Linked DNA regions of Rattus norvegicus: regions 2 and 3 are each linked to region 1. A link is a contact called in public Hi-C data. All regions are on one chromosome and are shown on one strand. The core of a region is the stretch at or near the end of the contact, and the rest is flanking DNA. Distances in the headings are between cores, read along the strand shown. Region 1 holds the start of Cradd (CASP2 and RIPK1 domain containing adaptor with death domain). Region 2 overlaps Rpl36a-ps18 (ribosomal protein L36A, pseudogene 18). Region 3 has its middle 40 kb from the start of Mrpl42.

What was found. A called contact is a pair of places that touch in the nucleus more often than the background predicts.
Region 2: a contact with region 1 is called in a Hi-C map of Schwann cells, with 4 times the contacts expected there. The contact joins the enhancer-like site here to the promoter of Cradd in region 1. A contact is called at or near these places in 2 of 12 Hi-C or Micro-C datasets (Schwann cells and hepatocytes).
Region 3: a Hi-C map of psoas muscle shows a contact between it and region 1, with 4 times the contacts expected there. The contact joins the enhancer-like site here to the promoter of Cradd in region 1. A contact is called at or near these places in 3 of 12 Hi-C or Micro-C datasets (the A7r5 cell line, the Rat2 cell line and psoas muscle).

What each region holds. Positions count from the first base shown.
Region 1 is chr7:31,836,863-31,841,897 of GRCr8, forward strand. Cradd (CASP2 and RIPK1 domain containing adaptor with death domain) reads right to left here and starts at 2,934. Exons shown (of 3, transcript NM_001108085.1): 1 at 2,780-2,934; 2 at 1,421-1,724. The coding sequence starts at 1,718. The region is part of intron 3 of LOC134479863 (death domain-containing protein CRADD-like); the gene reads right to left. LOC134479865 (a long non-coding RNA gene) reads left to right here and starts at 1,656. Exons shown (of 2, transcript XR_010053688.1): 1 at 1,656-2,633; 2 at 3,954-4,094.
Region 2 is chr7:31,602,090-31,607,124 of GRCr8, forward strand. Rpl36a-ps18 (ribosomal protein L36A, pseudogene 18) reads left to right here. Exons shown (of 3, transcript XR_010053686.1): 3 at 3,569-5,035. Among named protein-coding and RNA genes, the nearest start is that of Rpl36a-ps18, 16 kb to the left of the region's middle. Within about 2 kb of position 2,297, at least 1 of the 93 cell types and tissues checked has an H3K27ac peak or open chromatin away from gene starts, as enhancers often do. A contact at or near this core is called in Schwann cells, where this site is marked.
Region 3 is chr7:31,985,832-31,990,866 of GRCr8, forward strand. No RefSeq gene overlaps it. Among named protein-coding and RNA genes, the nearest start is that of Mrpl42, 40 kb to the right of the region's middle. Within about 2 kb of position 2,185, at least 6 of the 93 cell types and tissues checked have an H3K27ac peak or open chromatin away from gene starts, as enhancers often do.

The DNA of each region.
Region 1 (5,035 bases), core at 1,684-4,183:
TCTCAAAACCATTCAAAATACAAGACCCATAGTGTTACGTTTAAATTACTTATAAAAGTAATTTTTTTTTCCGGAGCTAGGGACTGAACCCAGGGCCTTGCGCTTGCTAGGCAAGCGCTCTACCACTGAACTAAATCCCCAACCCCTTATAAAAGTAATTTACTGGTAGCATTTGATTTTTTTAACTGGTTATAGTTATTTGGAACTTGGGGGTTGAGGAAGGGTTTTAATATGTAGCTCTGGCTGTCCCAGAACTCACTATGGAGATCAGGCTGTACTCACAGAGATCCACCTGCCTCTGCCTCCATAAAGGCATACACCACCACCACTACCACCACCAGCTCTGTTACACTCATTTTTTTAAAAACAATAACAATAAACTCTGGAGACCACTGACTTGGTCCTGTATCTATATCGAAAACCCAGAAAATGTTGAATTCTTAACTCTGAAAATGTACTGATTTGGTTTGGATAAGTTGGATTGGTCAACTTTCCACCATATATAATATGTATATATAATATATATAATATATATTAAAATTAACCTTTCTGGGTCAGCCCCTAATCTTTGTAAAAAGTACTGTGCATGAGAGAAATTGAGGAGAACAGCGCTTTATACCACAGCCCCCTCACAAGCACCAAGCTGTTTCTCTTCAAATCACAGCTTCCAGTTCCCCTGGAAAGTCAAAACAAGATTCTCCCCCAAATGATTGCCCTTGCAAAATAAAATTCCCCAGGTGTCTGACCAAAGCCAAATTTTAAAAGGCCACTTTACACCAACAGCCTTTAAAAACAAACTAAGGCAGGCTTGGGAAATAATCCCCCTGGCCTCAGAGGCTGGCTGCAGGGACAGGTGCAGGGCATGCCTTCCTAGAGGCTGTCTCCCAGGATCTGACCTCCTCCAGCTAGCAGCTTGGCACCCCACAAATCAGTTATCAGCAGGCCAAAGCCTGCGTTCCCATCTGCGCTTTCCAAACGGTTCCTGTTGCCAAAGGGCTCAGATTGACCTGGCTCTCTGATGAGAACATGCCTCCCAAGTGACTGGCCAAGTTTTCCTGGAAGCATGTCTAAATTGTCCTCTGAGCTCCCTCCTGAACCTCTCAGCCTCATGCTTCATTTTCCCTTCCTTTCTTAACGCCACCTCCTCATCTTGACCCTCCAATGCCATGCCCTCTCTGTCCAAAGTGTTCCCCATGTTCATGACCCCTCCTAAAATACTAACTTCCAATCCACCCGGCACGGTTGCAACAATTTCAGAACTGTTTTTTTGTTTTGTTTTGTTTTTTGTTTTTTGTTTTTTGTTTTTTGTTTTTTGTTTTTTTTGGTTCTTTTTTTCGGAGCTGGGGACCGAACCCAGGGCCTTGCGCTTCCTAGGTAAGCGCTCTCAGAACTGTTTTGAAGTGATCTCTTTGAGGCCTACCTGTAGGCAGCTCAGCCGTGGCTTCCTCTCTTGCCTTCTCCAGCTTCTCTCTTACCCAGGGAAATTCCTGGAGGGAATCTAGGAAGGTGTCAAAGGCTTTGGGGCCCCTGGAAGGCAGAATGTCCAGCAAAAGCATTGTCTTCCGGAGGCCTGTGGTTTGAGCTTTGATTTCTTGAATGTGGTTTTCCGTCAAAATTCCTTCCTGGTAAAGGTACTGAAGAACCAGTCCTTCTACCAGAACCTCAGCACCCAGCTCCAGACGCAGTGAGCGGAGAACTTGCTTGTCTCTGGCATCCATTTCTCCCTGGAAAGAGCCAAAATCAGCACCTAGATTTCAGGAGTGCTGACGGAGCACCTCAAAATCAGTCAGGGCTTTACATCTTAACAGAGTGTAGGGCCACGGTGCTTCCTAAATGGCTGTTAAGCCAAACCACGTTAATTTCTAACACTTCGCAGCATAATGAACAGCACTAGTTATGAATCCGTGTCTATCTCTGCTTTCCGCAATAATGGAGTCCTATTTCAACTCCTTGTGCAGTAAGAGATCAGACAGAAAACAGGTCTGATCCCTTACTTACAATGCAGTCCCCTAGGGATTATAGATTTATTGATCTATTTATTTATATTATATAAAAGTAAATGCTAGAGAATAGTGGGCTTCAATTTTGCTTTGCCAGAGTTAGTCCAGCACCCACAACTGCAGAAACCACTTAAGAGACCAAGGACATTATAGACCCTGACCAGCAACGGGAGACAACCTGGAGGAGTTTAAGGATCTTTCTTACGAAGAGAAAAAGTCACTACAGGAGCAGCACCTTCAAGAAAATAAGTATTTGTGTGTCTTTTACGATAAGCCTTACAAGAATTCGGAATGTGCGCCGCAGCACGGCCCTGAGCACTCATGCATGGGACATTTAATGAGCTCAGGTCCTTGGTGTGCTGAGAGGTGGCTGTGTGGTGGCAATGAGGTAAGTAGTGCAGAGATACAGAGACCCAAAGGAGGCGGGCGGGGCTTCTGACACCTTCAGCCCACAGACGCAGGACTCCCGATCCCAACATTGCTCTGCAAAGTCGGGAGGTGGCAGGTGAGGAGGGCGTGTGTGACCATATTTGGCAACGTGTTTCCATTTGGAACTTGTAAAAAGTTCCCCGTCTCGGCAGCTGAAAGCCGTGGTTGTGGCACAAACGGGAAGAGCTACCGGCGGTTTTCACGGTAAGTGAACCCGACGACTGCCCTCAAGGAGGAAACCGATCCCCAGCACCGCCACCCGAACCCTGGCCCTGCCCCGCCAGAGCCGCGCAGGGGCGATGTCGCCACAGCGCGGGGATTGAGAGAGAAGATGGAGTCGTATTACTTACGTCCGCGACCACGTATCGTTAAAAAATAAATAAATAAATAAATAAAACTACAACCGGAATCCAAACTGATAGGGAACCTGTACCACAAACACCATCTTTGTTGAGGGCAAAAGTCCTAGACAGGAAGTATTGCGACCATCTTTGTTGAAGGCAAGAGCAGGAAGTGCTGTAGCCATCTTTGTTGAGGGCGCAAGAGGTCAGGTTGTTAACGTTCTCCGCCATGTTTGCTATGGGCAAAAGGGACAAATTCTCCTAGATTGAAAAGGGGTAGGGGAGGGGGTAAATAATCTGAGGCAGTAGTCTCAACCTTGCTGTTCCTAACGCTTTGACCTTTCAATATAGTTCATCATATGGTGTCCCCCAACCATAATATTATTTTTGTTGCTACTCCGTAACTAATTTTGCTACTGTTATAAATCGTAATGTAAACGTGTTTTCTGATAGTCTTCCACTAACCTTGTGAAAGGGTTGTTGAAGAGCCACAGGTTGAGAACTAATATGAGAGAGTAAACGAACTGTGAATCTGAACACAAAAACCCCAGGAGAGCCTGACACAGAATAAGCTGGTCGAAAGTTACTCTAGCAGTTAAGCCCTGAGTTCAACTTCCAGTAATAGACACATACCTGCACAAATTACTTTATATAATAAACTCAGTGATTGATTTTTAATTAATTGGATGGCACATAACAAAAAAGTCGTATGTGATAAAAAAATTTTTTTTGACAATAGAAAAAGAATATTTCTACCAGTAATTCCAGATGAAGGTAAAGTATCTGTAAACATATCAGTGAACAGTTCTCATTGTGGGTGGTCCCACCCCAGACTGGTGATCCTGGATTCTATATGAAAGCAGGATGAGCAACCCATGGGGAGTAGCACCCCTACATAAATGCATCCACTCCTACCTTCAGGTTTCTTCCTTCTTTGGGTTCCTATCCTGGCTGAGTTCCTGTCCCAGTTTCCTTCAATGATGGATTACAATTTGGAAGTATAAGCTAAATAAACCCTCTTCTCCTCAACTTACTTTTAGTTATAGTGTTTGTGGTGCTTTGAATATGCTTGCCCCAGGGAGTGGCAGTGTTTTTGGAGGAATAGCCTTGTTGGAGCAGGTGTAGCCTTGTTGGAGGAAGTGTTCGGGTGGGCAATGACACCTAACCATGTGGGTTCTCCTAGAGGCCTTCTGATGAAGATGTAGAACTCTCAGTTCCCCCTGCACCACGTCTGCCTGGATGCCACCATGTCCCTGCCTTGATAATAATGGACTGAAACTCTGAACCTGTAGCCAGCTCCAATTAAAAGTTGTCCTTTAAAAGAGTTGCCTTGGTCATGGTGTCTTTTCATAGCAGTAAAACCCTAACTAAGACAGTGTTTCCTCACAGCAATAAAAATCCTAAGACAATAGGTACCCACATAAAATTTTCTGGAATTCATTCAAGCAGGAATTTGTCAAATGAGCCTTGACATCAAATATTAGATAAATTAGTAGATTTTCCCATGAGGCTTTGCATATGATTCTGAAGTATCGAGTACCATTTCTGGTATTAACGTATATTGCAAGAGAGAATATGTCCCAGTTACTGGTTTCCTAGTGATACAGTTAAATGCAGAACAGAAGCTGACCAATTGGATGTCCTTGATCCTCACAAGCACTAGGTAACACTTAATCTTAAGTTTCCTGAGTGGCACATTTTGATAGCTAAATGTCTACTGAGTATGTGCTGACATGATGTATCATCACTGGTTAGACAGAAACCATAGACTTCCCTGTGCTGGTTAGTTTTTTGTCAACTTGACACAAACCAGTCACAGAGGAGGAGGGAACCTTGTCTGAGGAATTGACTCCTTCAGATGATTGGCCTAAGGGTAAGACTGTGGGGCATGGTCTTAACTGGTGGTTGATGTGGGTGGGCCCAGCCCACTGTGGGCAGTACCATTCATGACCTGGCGGTTCTAGGTTGTATAAGAAAATAAACTGAGTAATCCATGAGGAACAACCCAGTAAGTAGCACTCCTTCATGGTCTCTGCTTCAGTTCCTGTGTTTGGGTTTCTGCCTTGGCTTCCCCCAGTCATCATAGGCTATCACTTTGAAAGGTAAATAAACTCTTTCCTTCTTATGTAATTTTGGGTCAGTTTTATGACAGCAACAGAGAAGCTAACTTTCAAAATCAGATACCGGCCATAAAGGAGACTGAGTTATTTTTCAAAAAAATAACATAGCAGCCAAACCCTAGATTCTTATTCAAGAGACGTGAAG
Region 2 (5,035 bases), core at 1,047-3,546, 240 kb before region 1:
GGAACTGATGAGGAATTTGAATGCCGTGTGATGTGGTAGATAACTCCCTAATAGCTACAGAGCTGTCAGTGGGCGCCTACTCCTTCCTAGCCTCAAGCCCAATGTTCTGTGACTCACAGACTTAGCCATTGGTGTACCGTGTGACTTACAACCTGCTGGCTCAAGCCACAGCCCTAGGCCCAGGAGCTCCCCCTTGGCTTTGAAGGGCAGGGCTTCCCCTCTGGGAGGGCCAGACCTGAATTGCATCTGTGAGGCTGGGGTTCCAATCCCAGAGTCATTTTCTGTTAGTATCTGAAGAGACTCTGGGCTAGCCCAAGCATGGCCAGCCTGGCTCCAGCAGGCTTTGCCCTTCTCCCCCATTCCCTCTGCCTTACTAAAAACTACTAGATTACATTCCTAAAGCTGGCCATCAAGATCAAGTCCATATTTGGCCACTTCCTCCTCCTGAGGGTGACAGCCAAGGTCCAAGGTCCAGCTATTCAAGTATCCAAGTCCAGCAATCAAAAGTCCCCTTTGGCTCACCTAATGCCCAAATTAACATGCCCAATTAAAATTAAACACCTCCTCCTAACATGGGGCTTCCCCTTCTACCTTTATAAACTGTCATTATCCTATGGGCCAAGTCTGTCTCCTCTCTATCCCAAGGCAGCCCTCTAACCCAGGGATAAATACCCCATCCTCCTCCTGTCCCCTTCCCCTTCTCCCTCACCCTCAATCTCCTGTCTTTGTCTCTCATTCCCTGCCCTCTGTCCTTCTGGAGTAAATGAGTGTCCTTTGTGCTGAGGACTTGGTCTTGGGGGTCCTGATCCCATACTGTTCCTTTTATCGTTTCCACCAACATCTTTGCTGTAAAATCAGAATGATCGGAGTCAGAACCGCCTAGCTCACTCGCTCTAAAAACATGTGAAGAGATGCGTGCTGGATAATCTGTAACCGTTATAAGCTTAAATTCCCAGAGAAGAAGAAAAGCTGAACGTCTGTTGAAGATTCTACAAGGCCAAAGGACTCAACTCTGTGCTTACAAGGAGTTAAATGTCTTAGACTAGAGACATATTCTCTGGGGCTATTTTTAAGACTCTTTGAAAGCCATCTCTTGTCCACCTCGGTGTCCAGCTGATAGTAACTAGGATGGTGTCATTTCTTTATTTCCAGCTGAGATCTTTATAGTGCAAAGCCCAGGGGTATTCCAAGCCATCATTTTAATCCTCTAAACATGTGTTCCTTGAGATAAGCATGTCAAAAGATGTCTACATTCTTTTAAGCTAACTTTAAACTAAGCACACTCAGACATGGGACAAGCGGTGTTTGAGTATCTACAGTCTCCCTTGAGCGTTCTCTCCAGCCTGCCTTTGTTCCAGGAAGGCAGAACTTAGATATACCCTCTGTGTTTCTTGACTGCTGCTGGTAACAAACCTTTCTCTACTCTGGGATGTTTTGGCTGGGCTTGGTTTGGCTTTGCACTAACGGCAATGCGACCCACTGAGCCCAGGTCCAGGAGGACGGCTTTAAAAGGCAGAACTAAGAACCCTGAAACAGAGGAAGAGTTAGGAAGAGCTAATCCTTCACCTTGAGCCCCAGTACACGCCTAACATTTCCCAATTGGACCGAGAAGATCTAACACTTGCCAGTTGGAACTCAATGTTGCTAAGGACCAGCTTCTTGTTTTCCTGTTTTGGGGACAGAAATATCTATTTTGGCTAGCCCATGACTGTCGCTGTGTGTGTTGGGGGAGGGAAAAAGACAGCTTTTACTCTAGTTGATGGATCTTTAAGTAGAAGTCTATTTACAGAGCTACCACAAAATACCCCATGGTTACCAGGTCTTCATGCAGATGACAATTTTGTAAGGTAAGATGACATGTCGCAGGGTATCACTTGCAGGAACTTGGAAAAGGGATTGTATATATTTATATATTTATTACATATTCAAACTGTAAGGGGTGGGGGGTATGTGTGTGTGTGTGGTTTTTTTTTTTTTTAGTGGTTTTGTTTTTTGTTGTAAAATGTGATGGCTTAAAAATATCCACTTTATTTTTATTTATTCTTTTTTTTATTTTTTAATTTTTTTAGTTTCTTTGGGCTTCAAGAGATAGGACCAGAAGCACCTTGCCTTGAATGTGGGATGACCTAGTGCCTTCTTTCTGATAAACAGAAAGAAGAAGAAGAAAGAACAGGGGTGGGTACTGCTAAATAGTGTGACTGTCCACATGTTTCTATGAAGCAGAGCTTTCTTTCTGAGCAGTGGGAACTGACGTGCCCTCTAAAGACCAAGTATCAGCCTGTGGTACAGCTGAGTCAGTAGAACGCTTCCCCTGAATGCACAAAGCTCTGGGTCTAACCCCAGCCCTGCAACAGACTGGGCATTGTAGTGGGAGCCCATGATTCCAGCACTTGGGAAGTAGGGGCAGGAGGATCAGACGTTCAATATAGAAAATAATTTGTTCCCCACATCCCAGTAGAGCTTTGAGCCCCCCTTAGGGGAGACATTGACTTCTTTTTTGTGGTTTGGTTGCACTTTGTTTTCATTTTTTGAGACAGGATTTCCTCTGCGTAGCCTTGACTGCGCTGGAACTCACTCTGTAGACCAGGCTGGCCTCGAACTCATAAATCTCTCTGCCTCTGCCTTCTGAGTGCTAAGATAAAAGGTGTGCACAGCCACCTGCCCAGCGAGAGTAATTGATATCTATTCAAAGGAAAGTAAACTCTTTCTTACCTTCCCTAAGGCTACATACTCATATTCCTGGACAGAGTACTTCCTAGTTTCCCTAGAGACTATTTTATGTTGATTCCTTTCTTTGGTGGGTACTAGAGTAAAAGTTCCAGCTATAACATGAGCTTTGAATTAGCAACTTCAGAATCCCCATCTTGTAGAACAGACTTTCTCTTCTGCCCATGTCCTTCCTAGACATCAATGGGATACAAGAAACAGCTACTGAAATAAATAGTCTCCATCTTAGTTAGGGTTTTCCTGCTGTGAACAGACACCATGACCAATGCAAGTCTTATAAAAGACAACATTTAATTGGGGCTGGCTTACAGGTTCAGAGGTTCAGTCCAGTATCATCAAGGTAGGGACGTGGTGGCATCCAGGCAGGCATGGTGCAGGAGAAGCTGAGAGTTCTATGTCTTTATCTGGAGGCTGCTACTGGAAGACTGACTTCCAGGCAGCTAGGGTGAGGGTCTTAAGTCCATGCCCACAGTTACACACCTACTCCAACAAGGCCACTCCTCCTAATAGTGCCACTCCCTAGGTCAAGTATGTACAAACCAGCACAGTCTCTAACCAAGGTCTCTGGCTCAGAAACCTTACACTTACTATAAGCTAAATATAAAAAGTAAGCTGTTTAGTAATTCAGTGATAGACTAGCTTCTTAACATTATGAGACCCTGAGTTCAATTCCCAACACTGAAAAAGAAATAATGAAAGAGTGTGTGTGTGTGTGTGTGTGTGTGTGTGTGAGAGAGAGAGAGAGAGAGAGAGAGAGAGAGAGAGAGAGAGAGAGCCTTATTAGCTAATTTAGAGATTAAATCATACAATGAAATGACTTCCTTGCCTCTCTTTCTTTTAGGCTATACCAGGCCAGCTGCCATGTTGGAGACATACCAAAGTGAAAAAGAAAGATGACTCCGGCCAATGGCTGAAAAGACAACGAGACCTATTGCCATCAGCAACGGTAGAGAGCTCAGAAGGGGACCCACACTCTCAGTCAATCCTTCAGATGACTGAAGTAGGACAGATGACATTTTTTTTTGGCTGAAAACGTATGAGACACCCTGATCCAGAATCACCTAGTAAATTGCTTCTGGATTCCTGGCCCAGAGCAATTGTGAGGTAATGAGTGTTTCTTTGAGGCACCAAGTTTTAGAGTAGTTCTTATTTGGCCAAAGATAGCTGAGATAGTTAGCCAGAGTTAATTCCTATTGCTTGCAGCTAGAAGAACTCCGAATAAGTATGTCAGTCACTAGAGACCTCAACACACAAGAGCAGTTACTGTGGTCTTATAAGAAATCAACACTTACCTTGTATTGCTCCCAATGGTGCACCTAGAACTAATGGGAAGAAGGCAGAGTTCAGCTTAATAACTCCAGCAATTAGAACTTGAAACAAGAGAACAGTTTGCTCAGCCAACTAATGATCTCTCTGCTTGAAAAGATTCTAGTAGAGGAGAGGGTCTGTGAATATTCAAGAACAAATTCTTGTGTGGGGAGAGATCTAGAACTAACCAATCTCCTGGACCCCCCCAGCCTTGAGATTCAGTTACTTTACAAATCACCGTGCCTTAAGGATGCTTGCTTAGAGCTGTCAAACCCAACCTCTCCTGTTTCTCAGGGCAACCAGCCCAAAGGTGATGTCAGCTGAGAAGGTCGCTGAGACAAGGGGAAATAGATCAGGGGGATTTATGAGGGGACAGACTACAGTACCAAGGCTGACCGAAACTTCTATATCAAATGAGAAGGCCTTAAAGCTTCCGGTAAGATGCTGCTTCAAAAATGACCATCTTCAGGTTAAAGAGAGTCAGTGAAATGGATCGTATAATCGATTAACAACAAGCTTGGGGAAATTGAAAAAAAGAATCCTTAAAACAGGCTACAGAGTTCTGGCAGGTCAATCTTTACAGATGAATGGGAGCCAGGGGTCTCAAACTGGGACAGTCAGAGTGACTGGAGCATAGAGTGACTAAACTATAAGCCGGAACCTTGGCTGTGGCTAGAGTTGAACTATAATCTGAATTCTGCAGAAGTTAAATTAAACTATTATGGCAATTTCAGGGGAGTATAGAACAACCCATATTGGGGGAGCACTCGGCTCCCCAAATGGGAAAACTTGACCTCCATTGGAAAATATGAACATATTGACTGCCAGGGTCTGTCTCTCAATGCAAAGTCAAAAGATTACAGCACAAAAGCAGTGCCAACAGCCAGAACAAGGAAGGACTCCTATAACCCATCCCAGCATTCAAGTAGCTGAGATAGGAAATATCTACCATGTAATCCACTAATAAGAGTAACTATTGTAGATACGCGTGCGCTGGAAA
Region 3 (5,035 bases), core at 935-3,434, 150 kb after region 1:
AAGGGGATTAAGACCCACGTGCTCCACTATGTTCATAGCAGCCTTATTTAGAATAGCCAGAAGCTGGAAAGAACCCAGATGCCCTTCAACAGAGGAATGGATACAGAAAATGTGGTACATCTACACAATGGAATATTACTCAGCTATCAAAAACAATGCCTTTATGAAATTCATAGACAAATGGTTGGAACTGGAAAATATCATCCTGAGTGAGGTAACCCAATCACAGAAAAACACACATGGTATGCACTCATTGATAAGTGGCTATTAGCCCAAATGCTTGAATTACCCTAGATGCATAGAACACATGAAACTCAAGACAGATGATCAAAATGTGAATGCTTCACTCCTTCTTTAAAAAGGGAACAAGAATACCCTTGGCAGGGAATAGAGAGGCAAAGATTAAAACAGAGACAGAAGGAACACCCATTCAGAGCTTGCCCCACATGTGGCCCATACATATACAGCCACCCAATTAGACAAGATGGATGAAGCAAAGAAGTGCAGGCCGACAGGAGCCGGATGTAGATTTCTCCTGAGAGACACAGCCAGAATACAGCAAATACACAGGTGAATGCCAGCAGCAAACCACTGAACTGAGAATAGGACCCCCGTTGAAGGAATCAGAGAAAGAACTGGAAGAGCTTGAAGGGGCTCGAGACCCCATATGTACAACAATGCCAAGCAACCAGAGCTTCCAGGGACTAAGCCACTACCTAAAGACTATACATGGACTGACCCTGGACTCTGACCTCATAGGTAGCATTGAATATCCTAGTAAGATCATCAGTGTAAGGGGAAGCCCTGGGTCCTGCTAAGACTGAACACCCAGTGAACGTGATTGTTGGGGGGAGGGCGGCAATGGGGGGAGGGTGGGGAGGAGAACACCCATAAAGAAGGGGAGGGGGAGGGATTAGGGAAACCGGGAAAGGGAATAACATTTGAAATGTAAATAAGAAATACTCAAGTTAATAAAAAAATAAAATTAAATTTAAAAAAATTTTTTAAAAAAACACTAATCTGGGGCTGGAGAGATGGCTCAGTGGTTAAGAGCACTTACTGTTCTGGTGTGTCTGAAGACAACAACAATGTATACATAAACTAAATAAATAAACAAACAAATAAACAAATCTTTAACAAAATTGAAAAGAACCACTAATCTGGAGGCTTCTAGGGCTTCTTACACGGGGCTTCATTAGTTGTTCCATTCATTCTAAGGCTTGCAATTTTTAAGCACCTATGGGGTTTCCCACACTCTGGACAGCAGATGACCTCTGTGGGACTGTTGAGCCTCTGGTTATGTCAGCAACTAATGAATCCTGTTATAGCCGTATATACATGCTATCGGTTCTGCTCCTCTGAAGAAGCCAATTACAACTTTTCAGTGGGTTTTCCTGGTGTCTCAGAGACACTAATCAGGACAGCTGCCTCCTTGTGATGGATCGTTGCCATAGCGATTGTAGCCGACTGGGTTAAATCTCTCAGATTATTGCCATTCTGACAACTTATTGGATTTGGGGGGAGGGGCGGCCTTCTTTCTTACACATTACTCTCTTTTTATCATGGACACGGTGGCAAGCACATCACTCCTGGTTGGCTAGCCCAAAAGATTCCAAGTTTGTATTTGCCTCTGAGATCTTGTCCTTTCAAAAAGGAAACCACAATGTATCCAAATTTTCCTCTCTTTTTGACATCAGCTAAGAATGTTCTGGTTGTAATACAAAGATACATTTAAATTTATTTTCAAAATAAGGATGATAATAATAATATTCTAGCCAAATATTCAGGACTTGGTTTCTCTGCTCTTGTACACGCCATTTGTCCCCTTGTGGCCATAAATGGCTACAGAAATGCCAGCCCTAACAAGTCCTCAAGTTCACAGCCAGCAGAAATAGTAAACTTGCCTGTTGGTGGCATTCATAAGGTCTTGAACTTTCCTCTGTTGCACTAGTTTAAGTCATGTGTAGAGGGCATTGAGGCAGGGCCATGGCTCCTGCTCCTGATGTAAGAGCTGAGAGTATTGGGAGGACCTAGGAAACTTCTAGTTGAGGAGGGAGACTTCCCCAGGAGGAAACAGGAAGCTCATTCTCTAAGAAGGAGGAGGCTAAGAAAAGCTACGCTGTTGTCATAAACATTGCAGCAGACCCGGGATTCTCTTCTAAGAACTCAGACCATTAGTCACCTCGGGACAGCTGTCCTTGAAAACAGAGTGTATCTGGGTAAACACGAGGATCAGGTTTCCTTTCAGCCTGAAGAGCTTGGCGAGAGGAAAATAAGCAGGGACAGACAGACCTGTGGAAATAAGTCTTGGTTAGACAAAGCGTGAACTTGGGGAGGCACTTGGAACTTTATATGAAACAAACAGAAAGGGCGGGGGAGGGGTGAAACATCATTTCTCTTACCAGAGATACCTTTCCTGTTTACTGAAGAAAGTGTTTGAATGACAATGGTGGGGTAGGGAGAGGAGGAATCAAACCATGATTTAAACAAGTGGTTCTCAGCCTGTGGGTTGAAACCCTTTGTGTGTGTGTGGGGGGGGGGGGCAAATGAGCCTTTTACAGGGGTCCCACATATCAGATATTTACATTATGATTCATAATAGTAGTAAAATTATAGTTATGAAGTAGCAACAAAAATAATTTTATGGTTGGGGTCACCATAATCCGAAGAACTGTATTAAAGTGTCATGGTGCTAGGAAGGTTGAGACCCACTGCTTTAGACTAAAGCTGTCTATCAAAAAAAAAAAAAAAAAAAAGGGGGGCTGGAGAGATGGCTCAGTGGTTAAGAGCACCGGACTGCTCTTTCAGAGGTCATGAGTTCAATTCCCAGCAACCACATGGTGGCTCACAACCATCTGTAAAGAGATCTGATGCCCTCTTCTGGTGTATCTGAAGACAGCTACAGTGTACTTATATATAATAAATAAATAAATCTTTAAAAAAAAAAAAAAAGGGCTGGAGAGATGGCTCAGTGGTTAAGAGCACTGACTGCTCTTCCAGAGGTCCTGAGTTCAAATCCCAGCAACCACATGGTGGCTCACAACCATCTGTAATGAGTTCTGATGCCCTTTTCTGGTGTGTCTGAAGACAGCTACAGTGTACTCATATATAATAAATAAATAAATCTTTAAAAAAAAAAAAAAAGGACACTTGGGACCTGCCTAAATAGATGTAGCCCAATATTACATATAAAGCACGAGTCATTTTGAACATCTGCTGCTTTTACTAGGCGAAAGGCAAGTCATTTGTGGTCACTTTGTTTTTGCCATTTTGAATGAGATGTTGGGGACACTTATTAAAATTAAGTTAACTTTTAACAATAAAAACAAAATTAACTTTTGACCATGTAAATTAAAACCAGGCTTAAAAGAAGCCACTGAAGGAGTGATATTTCTCTACTGGAAAAAATTGTAACAGAAACCCGAGTCAAACCAGCGTAGGCAAAAGGGAATGTCTGTGGGGAGACTTGTGTGACTTACAGACAAAAAACGCAGTTATCTTCGCCATCTGGAATCTTCTCTCACCCCACCCTCCTCTCCCTCTCCTGTGTTCGCATTCGAGTGCGTGCGTGCCTGACTGCGTGTGCGTGTGCATGCACGTGCACGTGTGTATGCATATACTGTGAGGTGTGTGCAGGTCAGAGGACAGCCTCAGGTGTTGGTTTTCACCTCCCACGTCTTAGAGACCAGGGTCCCTTGTTGACTTTTTCTGCTGCTTCCGCTGCTGCTGCATAGCAAGCCCGGGCCTTCGGGGTTTCTCTTGTCCCTACCTCCCATCCGTCTGAAGGAATGATAAGGTTAAAGATGAATGGATTGCTGAATCGGTCTTTTTGCCCCCTCAATCCCCGAATCGGTCTTATATTGGCTCTGGGGAGTTGACCTCAGGTCCTCATCCTTGTGTGACAAGCACTTCACCCGCTGAGCCCTCTCCCTAGCTCCAGAATCTTCTCTTTTCATCTGCTTGTTTCCGTCGCACCTGCTTTCTTCTCAGGGCCTGTGCCACGAGTAAATCTGCTGTCCCATCTCCCCCGTCTGTCTCAGAGAGAAAAGATGCCCGTTGGCCCAGCTCAGTCTTTTCAAATCCCGAAGGAGGGCTCGCATTGCCCAGGTCACATGCTCAACACTAAGACACTGGACTGCGGGTCAGTTGGTATCCAGGCAGGGTGGGGTAGAGGGTTCTCCCCCTTCTCAGAGGATAAGGGAAGGGGGCCTGGCAGAAGAAGCTGTGGGTAGGGTGGTGACTGAGAGGAAGGGGGCTGTGATCAGGATGTATAGTGAAAAAATAAACGAATTAATGGGAGAAAAAAAAAAGACACTGGGCTTGGTTCAGGTCGGCTATATGCCATGACTACTTTGCTTCAGCTTAACCAAGTATATGCTAGGAGGTAGGGATCCCCTGGACATGGATGCAAGGGAAATGGGCGTTTTCTAGAAGAATGAAAAACGGGGTCCTTAGAATTAGAGGTGTTCATATCAAACCTCAAGTTTGCTACTCGATATTGATGAATAATAAGTCAGCAAAAATGTTCTCATTAATAAACAGTTACTGCATTAGGAGAACTCAGAGGCTAGGGTAAATCCTTGGCACAGGCAGATGCCCAAATGTTTCCCAGGTGGCTATATTCTTTAAAATACAGTATCTCCCTGTCCTGAGACCTCAGGAGTTCCCTTCAGTACTCTGGTGCTCAGTAAACTGAGCTTCACCTCTCAGTCTGATCTCTGTTTTACTTGTCTTAGGAGGAGGGAGAGGAGGAGGGAGTGAGAGGGGGAGGAAGAGGAGGAAGATGAAGAAGACACAACAGGACCAAACAATTTGGCTGGCTTTGATCTCGCTATGTAGCTGAGAATGGCCTTGAACTGCTGATCCTTCCTCTTCCCAGATTTCGGTGTGCATCACCATGTTTGGCTTATGTGTTGCTCGGCCTCAAACCCAGGCCTCCAGGCTTTTGAGGCAATTCCTCCACTCACTGAGCCCTATAATCATCCCCTGGGACTCCCCTTTATCGTGCACACATTTTCACCCTCTCCTTCCCTGC